Regions from separate parts of the Hordeum vulgare genome. Here region 2 is linked to region 1. The links are chromatin contacts, called in public Hi-C maps. All regions are on one chromosome and are shown on one strand. Each heading gives the region's core, a stretch centred on a gene start, on an enhancer-like site or on the middle of the called end of the contact. The rest is flanking DNA. Distances are from core to core; before and after follow the strand shown. Region 1 holds the start of LOC123403537. Region 2 holds the start of LOC123402020.

Region 1 (3,960 bases), core at 475-2,974:
TCTCAAATAAAAAGGTTGCACAGATTTTACACGGAAAGTCCAGCACGCCTAGTTTTCAGCTTCGGCTGTCTGTGAAAACTGAACCACGTGAAAACAATTATTTCCATGAATACAAGGGACATAACTGAATATTGAAACAGTCCCCATGATACAGCTCAGATTATCCGTTTCCTGTCATGTCAAGCATCTCATCAAGACCCTTCAATCTCTGTAGTCCTTCACTAATTAAAAACTTAATCTTTTGCTTATCATCACAATGGCGATTTTTTTCAATCTCTGCCCGTACTGTCTGCCTCAACTCATCTGGACAAAGAACGACAAACATAATTAGAAAATTTTAAAGATAACAGCACACAGCAGATAGAAGAGCAAGGTTTACAAATGACATACCACGAGCATGTTCAGGGGCTCGGCGAGTCATACGCAGTGCCTGCCTATAAAATTTGAGGACACGCGCACGCAAAATAAAAGCCCGTAAATCCAGGAATTGAGCCATCGGAGAACACCTTAATAGATAGCTGTGATTATGCCATTTGGATCCTCTTGTCACACTGAATATTCAAGAAGAATGGATATATAAGCAGCAAGTTATAGTTCTTATAAAGGTATTTGGGCACTTGCAAGATGTACAATTAGGCATTTGTGTCAGATAAATCCTAAGAAAGGTTAAAAAATATTCACCAATAAAAAATAAACAAGTATACTGTATACACAGAAATGCCACTGCTTCTGCATCAGAAATATTGCTTCACCAGACATTACCCATTCTATAATGGAAATTATGCATCGATAATACATTTTGATGTTCTCAAGAATAACACCCAGAGTGCCTATGCTCTTCAGGAATGAAATCAGCTAATGATGGTCAGCCACTCAAACTTGTGAGCCATGTCCAACTCGACACGCAGCAACGAGTAAAAGATGCACAGGTTACACTCGGGGAAATAGCATTGTGTTATTGACAGATTACTATAGTGCTTGATACTCAATAGCCTATCTAGAACAACACATTTCTATCGTACTGTAAAAATCTTAGTTATGTTTGTTGAACAACCATGATAACGGATCTACCTACACAGCCCAGAAATAGTAGGAGCCGGATCCTCCAAAAGCAACTCGTCTGGGGCATTTCAACAAATACCTACTGCTCGCACATACTGACGTGTTATTTCAATGAACAACTCTAATACTCGTCTCACTCCAAATAAGGAATTCCCACCAGCCTCTGGAGTCTAGACAATCCATAGTCCATACAGGTCAATCAAACGTGTGGGCACCGCAATGGCCAGTGGCAGCCGCAGAATTTCCAGAGAACAATAATAAGTTTATAAATGGAAATCAAGGTCCATGAAGCAATTAAAGTACGAATTAGTTCTACTATATGAGGAATCAACAACTGGTTAAAAAGGAGAAGTGATGGGGGGGCGGGGGATTAAGGAGGGCTGCCGGCCGCCGCCGTAGTCGCCGTCGATTTCCGAGCCGGAGAGGGGTGTCCGCTCTGGGTAAAGCTCGCAGAGAGGGAACGGGAGAAGAGTGGAGATAGAATGGAGGGAAGCACCTCGCTGCAGGGCACCGCTGCTCCGTGGGGCGAAGAACCAGAGAGGAGGTCGGATCGAGCGATGGCGGATCCGGTGGCCGGCGTGGGGAGGTCGACCGCACCTACGGCTGCACGTCAGGCCGCGCTGCTCCGATTCCAAGCCGGGCACATTCTTTTTTCTTTTAGTGGTGGGCGAAATTTTAAGGTTTGCTGCACATGTGGGGATGGGCCGAGCGGAAGTACATGTAGCTGTATAGGCCGACCAGGTTTAGATCATCCGAATTGAAACATACTACCGCTCAAAGAAAAACAAAATGAATTGAAACGTAGCAGCGAAGTTGAAAAGAGATGATTAGATAGCTCAGAAAAATATAAAAAATGATTAGGCAGCCGGTAAATTTGTAGATTAAAAGAAGAGATCACAATTCACAGTAATCTCTACTCCTAAAGAAGGAGTTAGTAGCCGGCTTTTATCGGATTTTTTCCGTCTTCCCTTTTAACTTTATATTTTTTTTCGTCTTACCTTCCACCACTGGATTTTATCCCTTTCACTAAAAAAATAAATCACATTAAAGAAGAGATCTTATTTCATGATTGCTTTGGCGGGTGCTGCTTTAATTCAATCACTTAAATAATAAGTAATTCAAAATTCAGAAATTACACCACATATGAGATCGCCTTTTTAAAAGAGAGACATAATATTTTCTCGATAACCTTTCAAAACAAAATTAGACAATTCTCAATAACAAATAGCTAATTGCACAATGTGCCATTAATTGACAACCACAAGTTTCCTAATACAATAAAAAATATATATCTTTTTGTTATGTGTATGCATCTGTGTGTCCCTATAGAGGGACGCCGTGCGCGACACCATAGAGGATGTTGTGGTCGGGCCTGACACTGACGCGATGCTCGAGAATGTGAGAGCGTGGATCAAGGCGTCGTCCTCGACTGTGGACGCGATTATCTTCTCTACTCCTAAAGAGGGTTCGTACGTTGTTCGTTGGTATCCAGTCATCAATGCAAAATAATTTGGAAACCAAACACTAGATCATTTTAAAAATCAAGTCACTAATGCAGTTAATTAGCCAAACAAACAATTAATTTAATTTGTTTAAATAGGGATTTTTCAGACCAAATCAATTATGAAAGCGAGCCATTAATCCCTACTCCTAAAGGAGGACTTGGTAGTCTTTGTTTCACGGATTTTCCGCCTCATCTTTCACCTTTGTCTGGGTTTTTTCGTCTCTCCTTTCATCACCATCTATCTCTACTCCTAAAGGGAGACTTTGTAGCTTCTCCTCCACGGTTTATTTTTACGTCACCTCCCAACCCCCTTTTACCTTGGGTTTTATTCATCTGGTTGTTTCTCGCCGAGCTTCTCACACCATAAAAAAAGTTTGAACGGGTTAGAATTTTCCATATGGACGCAAGTTATTTAGTAATACTTTCATGGGAAAGAATCAGTAATGATTGATCTTCAATCAATCTTTGAAGACCAAATGTGGATGGATTAGAACTTTTCATGTGGACGCAAGCTATTTAGTAATATCTCCATGTGAAAGAATCAATTATGATCAATCTTTAATCAATATCTTCAGACCAAATCTAAACTGATCAGAACTTTCCATGTGGACGCAAATCTCTAGTCTTAAGGAGGACTTGGTAGCTTCCGTTCCAGGGTTTTTTCCTCTCCCCTCCCACGTACGTCTGATTTTGTTCCTCTATTTTATCTTTGTCCCTCCATCCATCATCACATGTCTCTACTCCTAAAATCTGAGTTTGTAGTCTCGCCTCACCTCCCATCAACCTCTTGACAACCTTATATTACTCCCGTGAGCGTGTGACATGCGATCTTTTGCTTAACCGCAACCAATTTGAACCGACCCATTTGATGCGTGTATTAATTCAATGATATACGCACTTTTTGAAAACAACATCATACATTAACTCGTTCAAATCCTATCACTAATTACCAAAACAACCATGTGTGGTTTTTTATTTCCAAATTAAATACTATCGGCACTTACCCAAACAAATCACTACTTACTAAATCAAATCACTATTTGAATCCCACATCCAATCTCTATTGGGAGTTGCCTAAAGGGGAGTTGGTAGCCTGATACCCACTTTATTTCCGTTTAGTTTTTTTGGCCGACTTCCCATCATCATCACGCCCTCGCATCGATTTTCCCGGTAGAAACCGATTCCCACCCCTCACAATAGAAAATATGGTGGAGAAAAGGCAACGACCCCGCCTTGCAAATACCTAGCTTCACCTGTCGTCGCCGCCTCCTCGACTACATCGTCTCACCCGAGCGCCACCACCTATTCACGTCGGGGGAGGTCGGCTCAGACCCCGTGAAAGCACAATTGCTCTCCAAGGTGGTTTTGGTAATTAATAACAACATATGTATCAT
Region 2 (3,960 bases), core at 1,054-3,553, 140 kb after region 1:
CGGGCCATGCTCTCTCGGCCAGCGCACCACTTCAATTCTAGCGCCACTAAGGGATCGCGTCCGTCCTAGGCGGGCATGAAGGCGATACAAACACTGTAGCGTCACTGACCGTTTCGGAAGGGAACCGTGCGCGGGCAAGGGAAGGGGGTTTTGTGGGCCAGGACGGTCACACGCGGGTTTGAGTGTCGTCCGGATGCGTGTAAAGCTTTTCACATTTGTCTACGATTTATGAAAGAAAGTACATCGAGACAGTCTATAATCTTATGCCATTTTACTTTTTAAAAATGTTTTTGTTACTAAGCTAAAATGACACACTTTAGTCTTTTGCATAGCCAAGACCTTTGAATTTATTTATTATTTATTTGGACATGCAAGCTTTTGACAGTTACGATATTTGTATTAGTGTTTTCAATAAATATTTAGTAAGAGAGGAAATACTTGCTTGTGTTTTTTTTTATAACAATACTTGCTTGTGTTGTGCAAGAAACGAAAAGTTACACCCGCTGATTCACAAACATGCCTTTGTGCCCTGGCTGCGAATTCAGAAAAAGGAAGAGGTTATGCAGCAGCTTACTCTATTTTGTTGGCAAAAATGCATCAACAAGGAGGAGAAAACGACCCTCCACAGCGGCTACAGCAGCCACAACAATGCAAAACCGCCTGCAACTACTTCCTCCGTTTCTAAATATAAGTCTTTATAGAGATTTCATTTCACTAGTGAACTACATATGCATATAGACATACTTTAGAGTGTACATTCAATCATTTTACTTCGTATGTAGACATATAATAAAATCGTTTAAAAAATTTATATTTAGGAACGGAGGGAGTAATGGATAGCAGGAACAACAAGGGAAGATGGTTTCTTTAATGTGACACACATCTGGCCATGTGCGATGGAATCTTTGGCACCGCTTCTCCTAACGACTCGTTAATACTTTTCGATTATGTTCCGCGCCCAACCGAAAGGCAAAAGAACACAACAGCTAAAAAGGCAGCCAAAGTAGGCACAGTCAAGCCACGAACCAACAGTTCACTAGTTTTAACCTGACAGCGGCGGCACTTGCGTGACTGAATTTACCCACACGTACAATCTCCGTCCGAAATTAACCGTCGCTGAAATAAGTGTATTTTTTTCTTTTTTGCGGGGGGAAATGAGTGTATCTAAAAACGAGGAGTAAGAAATAGCAGAAGCATTTGAGATTATAATGCAGCCCATGCACTGTGTGTGGCCAGATCATCTCTCATTTCTCATTCCAAAATTTCACATGAAAAAAAAATGGCACAAACTGATGGAGGAAGGAGAGGAGGGTTAACCGGCAGAAGTTGAACCCTCGTAGTTAAGGGAAGAGGAAGAAATCAAGGGCACTGTACACATACATCTACGGGTAGCATTTTAGCAGGAGGTGATCAAAACCCAACCTTATAATTAGTAAAGCGATCAACCATCACCGACGACGCGCAATCTCTACTAAACCGCTAGTAATAAACTCAGTAAACTTCCTCGGGGATGCTCTGAAGGCCGGGCTCCCACTCCCCGCTCGCCTGCATCCGCCTGGTCTCCTCGGCGGCCCTCCGCATGCTGCGCCGCCGGAGCGACTGCAGCCTCTGCTCGGCGTCCGTGGCGCCGCCGCCGCCCGCCGCGCGCTGGCGGCTGCGGCGGTCCGCAGACGCCGCCGCCGCCGCCTCGGCGCCGGTGCCGAGGGCGGCCACCATCTTCTTGAGCTCGCGCTTGCTGACCACGATCTTGACGCGCACCGCGCCGCCCACCTCCTCCCGGGACAGGACGCGCCCCCCGTGGTGCAGCTGCTCGAGCGCCTCCTCGGCCGCCTTGGACTGGTGCCGCCCGGCCACCGCGTCCCTGGGGAAGAAGCACCTGGTCGCCATCGATCTTGCCGCGATGCGATCGGTGGCCACCCGCAAGCGCTGGCGCGGTGTCCGTCCGCCGGCCGGGCAAGTAGCAGCAGTAGTAGTAGACCAGTAGCGGTAGCACTCAGTCCTTGTTCCTCCTCCGACGTTCCTTGCAAGCTACAGCAGAAAGGCTGAAGCAATGGCAAAGTGAATGAATGTGCGGGCTGTCGAATAATGTGACATGCTAACATGCTTATATACTGGTTAGGGGTTGCCTTGCCTTGCCTTGCCCTTTGGTGAGCCAAGCAGCCCCAACTGTCTCCAAGCACACCAGCTCAGGTCCCTGACCGGTGGGCCAGCGCCCGGGAGGGGCCTGGCTCCCTCACTAGCCCTACTGGTAGTAGATTTACGGAATGGTAAACAAATGCTCTGGCTTTTTTAAGACCCTAAACAATCATGGGACCGAGAGATATTGCCATGGCAGTTGAAGAGAGAAACGGGTGCCTCACATGGCTGTCCCTCTCGCTCGCGGTCATCGGGACGATCGATCCATGGGTGTGTGTGAGGCCCTTGCAAGTAACGTGTTATCACAGCGCGATGGAGACTCCAACTCGACCACCCGTGGTCGTGGAGCCTACGGTGGATGTACGTACGTTCTGGTTACGATGGCGCAGTTTGACACGGACTTGCCCTTGGCCTTGGCCACAACAATGACCTCCCATGTTCCCTCTTGCCATCCGGATAAGTTCGATCGTGATCATGTGGTGGTACGTGCGTCTATCTGCACATGTAGTGTAGGGATGTATGATCGCATAGCACGGTGTTAATTTGGAGGTGCGAATTAGCAGTGCATGGTCTTGAAATGCAGGTGGTTCAGCTTTGCAATGCTCTCTGATCGCTGCCTTTGAGGTGATTGCCATTAGTGTCCCTTTCACTTTCAGGTGGTTCGGAACTGAATCCTCTCGTATGGTGACCTGGCTGTGGTGAAGGGAACAGCCGAGCGGACGGTCGTAAAAGACGTTGATGCACATGAATTTTCTTGAACTGGGTCTGAATATAACATCTACGCACTTGAGGCTAGCTACCACTCATAACCGTCAGGTGGTTAACAACGGGCATCGGATCGGCCTCTCTTGGAAAAATATGCCTACGCCTCAATAAGTACGTGGCCGCAGTTGAACCTACAGCGGTTATCAGCTCCTGTTTGTGTTATTTTTCTTTTTCTGAGGGGATCAGCTCCTGTCTGTTAATCAATGCATTTATTTAGTTTGACATTGGTTGTTAAGTTTGATGAATCCTATTCCTACGTGCCATGATGAGGCCGCGCAATCATCACCTTACGTACATATACAACGTCGACGCGGATCGAATGGACGGTGAGCCAACCTCTATCTATGAATGATTGACCGCAAACCGCAACAGTAACGTACGCGGAAACCCCCGCAGCAATCATGATCGAAGCGGACGCACGCATGACGCGATCCGTCCGCAGCTTGGCTAGACTAGATCCGTTGTCCGTAGCACGCCAGGTGTATGTACAAACGACGAAATTGCATCACCAAACTAGGATACACACACACACACACACCATACGAACGGGGCCGTTGGGTGACTAGCTGGCTAGCTAGCCGGTGACACGCATCCAAGAGGTTGATCCCGGTGTGTGAAACGAATTCTAATAGTACTAGTACTACTAATTGGTTTCCTCTGCTGATGATTAATAACTTAACTAACTTGTCAATGCGCAGTCTTTTGGGTTTCTTCAGGAGGGCACGTTATGTTATCTTGCTTGACAGCTTTGGCCTTTGGGGATGTGCACAGTGCGTTGCATCTGCATGCCATGTTTTGAGGAGGAAGTAACATGGGGCCGATGCATTGGCCCGTGGCCGTAGCAGCCACATTTCTTTGTGTGCAAACCAAACCACTGCATAAACAAACACACGGACAGATAAACAATCCCGTGGAGCTGACGGGGATGCTAGCTTTCTTCACATGCCACAACACAAAAGCTAGATCCCGCGCTGTATTTCGCGTGCTGTGGGGCCGCCGTGGACCCACATGCCAGCCGCATCTCAGGTGTAGGCAGCACCAAACGTTATTTAGCGGCCT

What was found. A called contact is a pair of places that touch in the nucleus more often than the background predicts.
Region 2: a Hi-C map of seedling shows a contact between it and region 1, with 5 times the contacts expected there. The contact joins the promoter of LOC123402020 here to the promoter of LOC123403537 in region 1. A contact is called at or near these places in 3 of 6 Hi-C or Micro-C datasets (leaf and seedling) and 1 of 1 datasets of contacts at active chromatin or transcription factors (embryo).

What each region holds. Positions count from the first base shown.
Region 1 is chr6H:424,162,970-424,166,929 of MorexV3_pseudomolecules_assembly, forward strand. LOC123403537 reads right to left here and starts at 1,725. Exons shown (of 3, transcript XM_045097468.1): 1 at 1,559-1,725; 2 at 391-551; 3 at 1-303. The coding sequence starts at 496. The coding sequence ends at 161.
Region 2 is chr6H:424,305,483-424,309,442 of MorexV3_pseudomolecules_assembly, forward strand. It overlaps LOC123402020, which reads right to left and starts at 2,304. Exons shown (of 1, transcript XM_045095873.1): 1 at 1,228-2,304. The coding sequence starts at 1,887. The coding sequence ends at 1,492.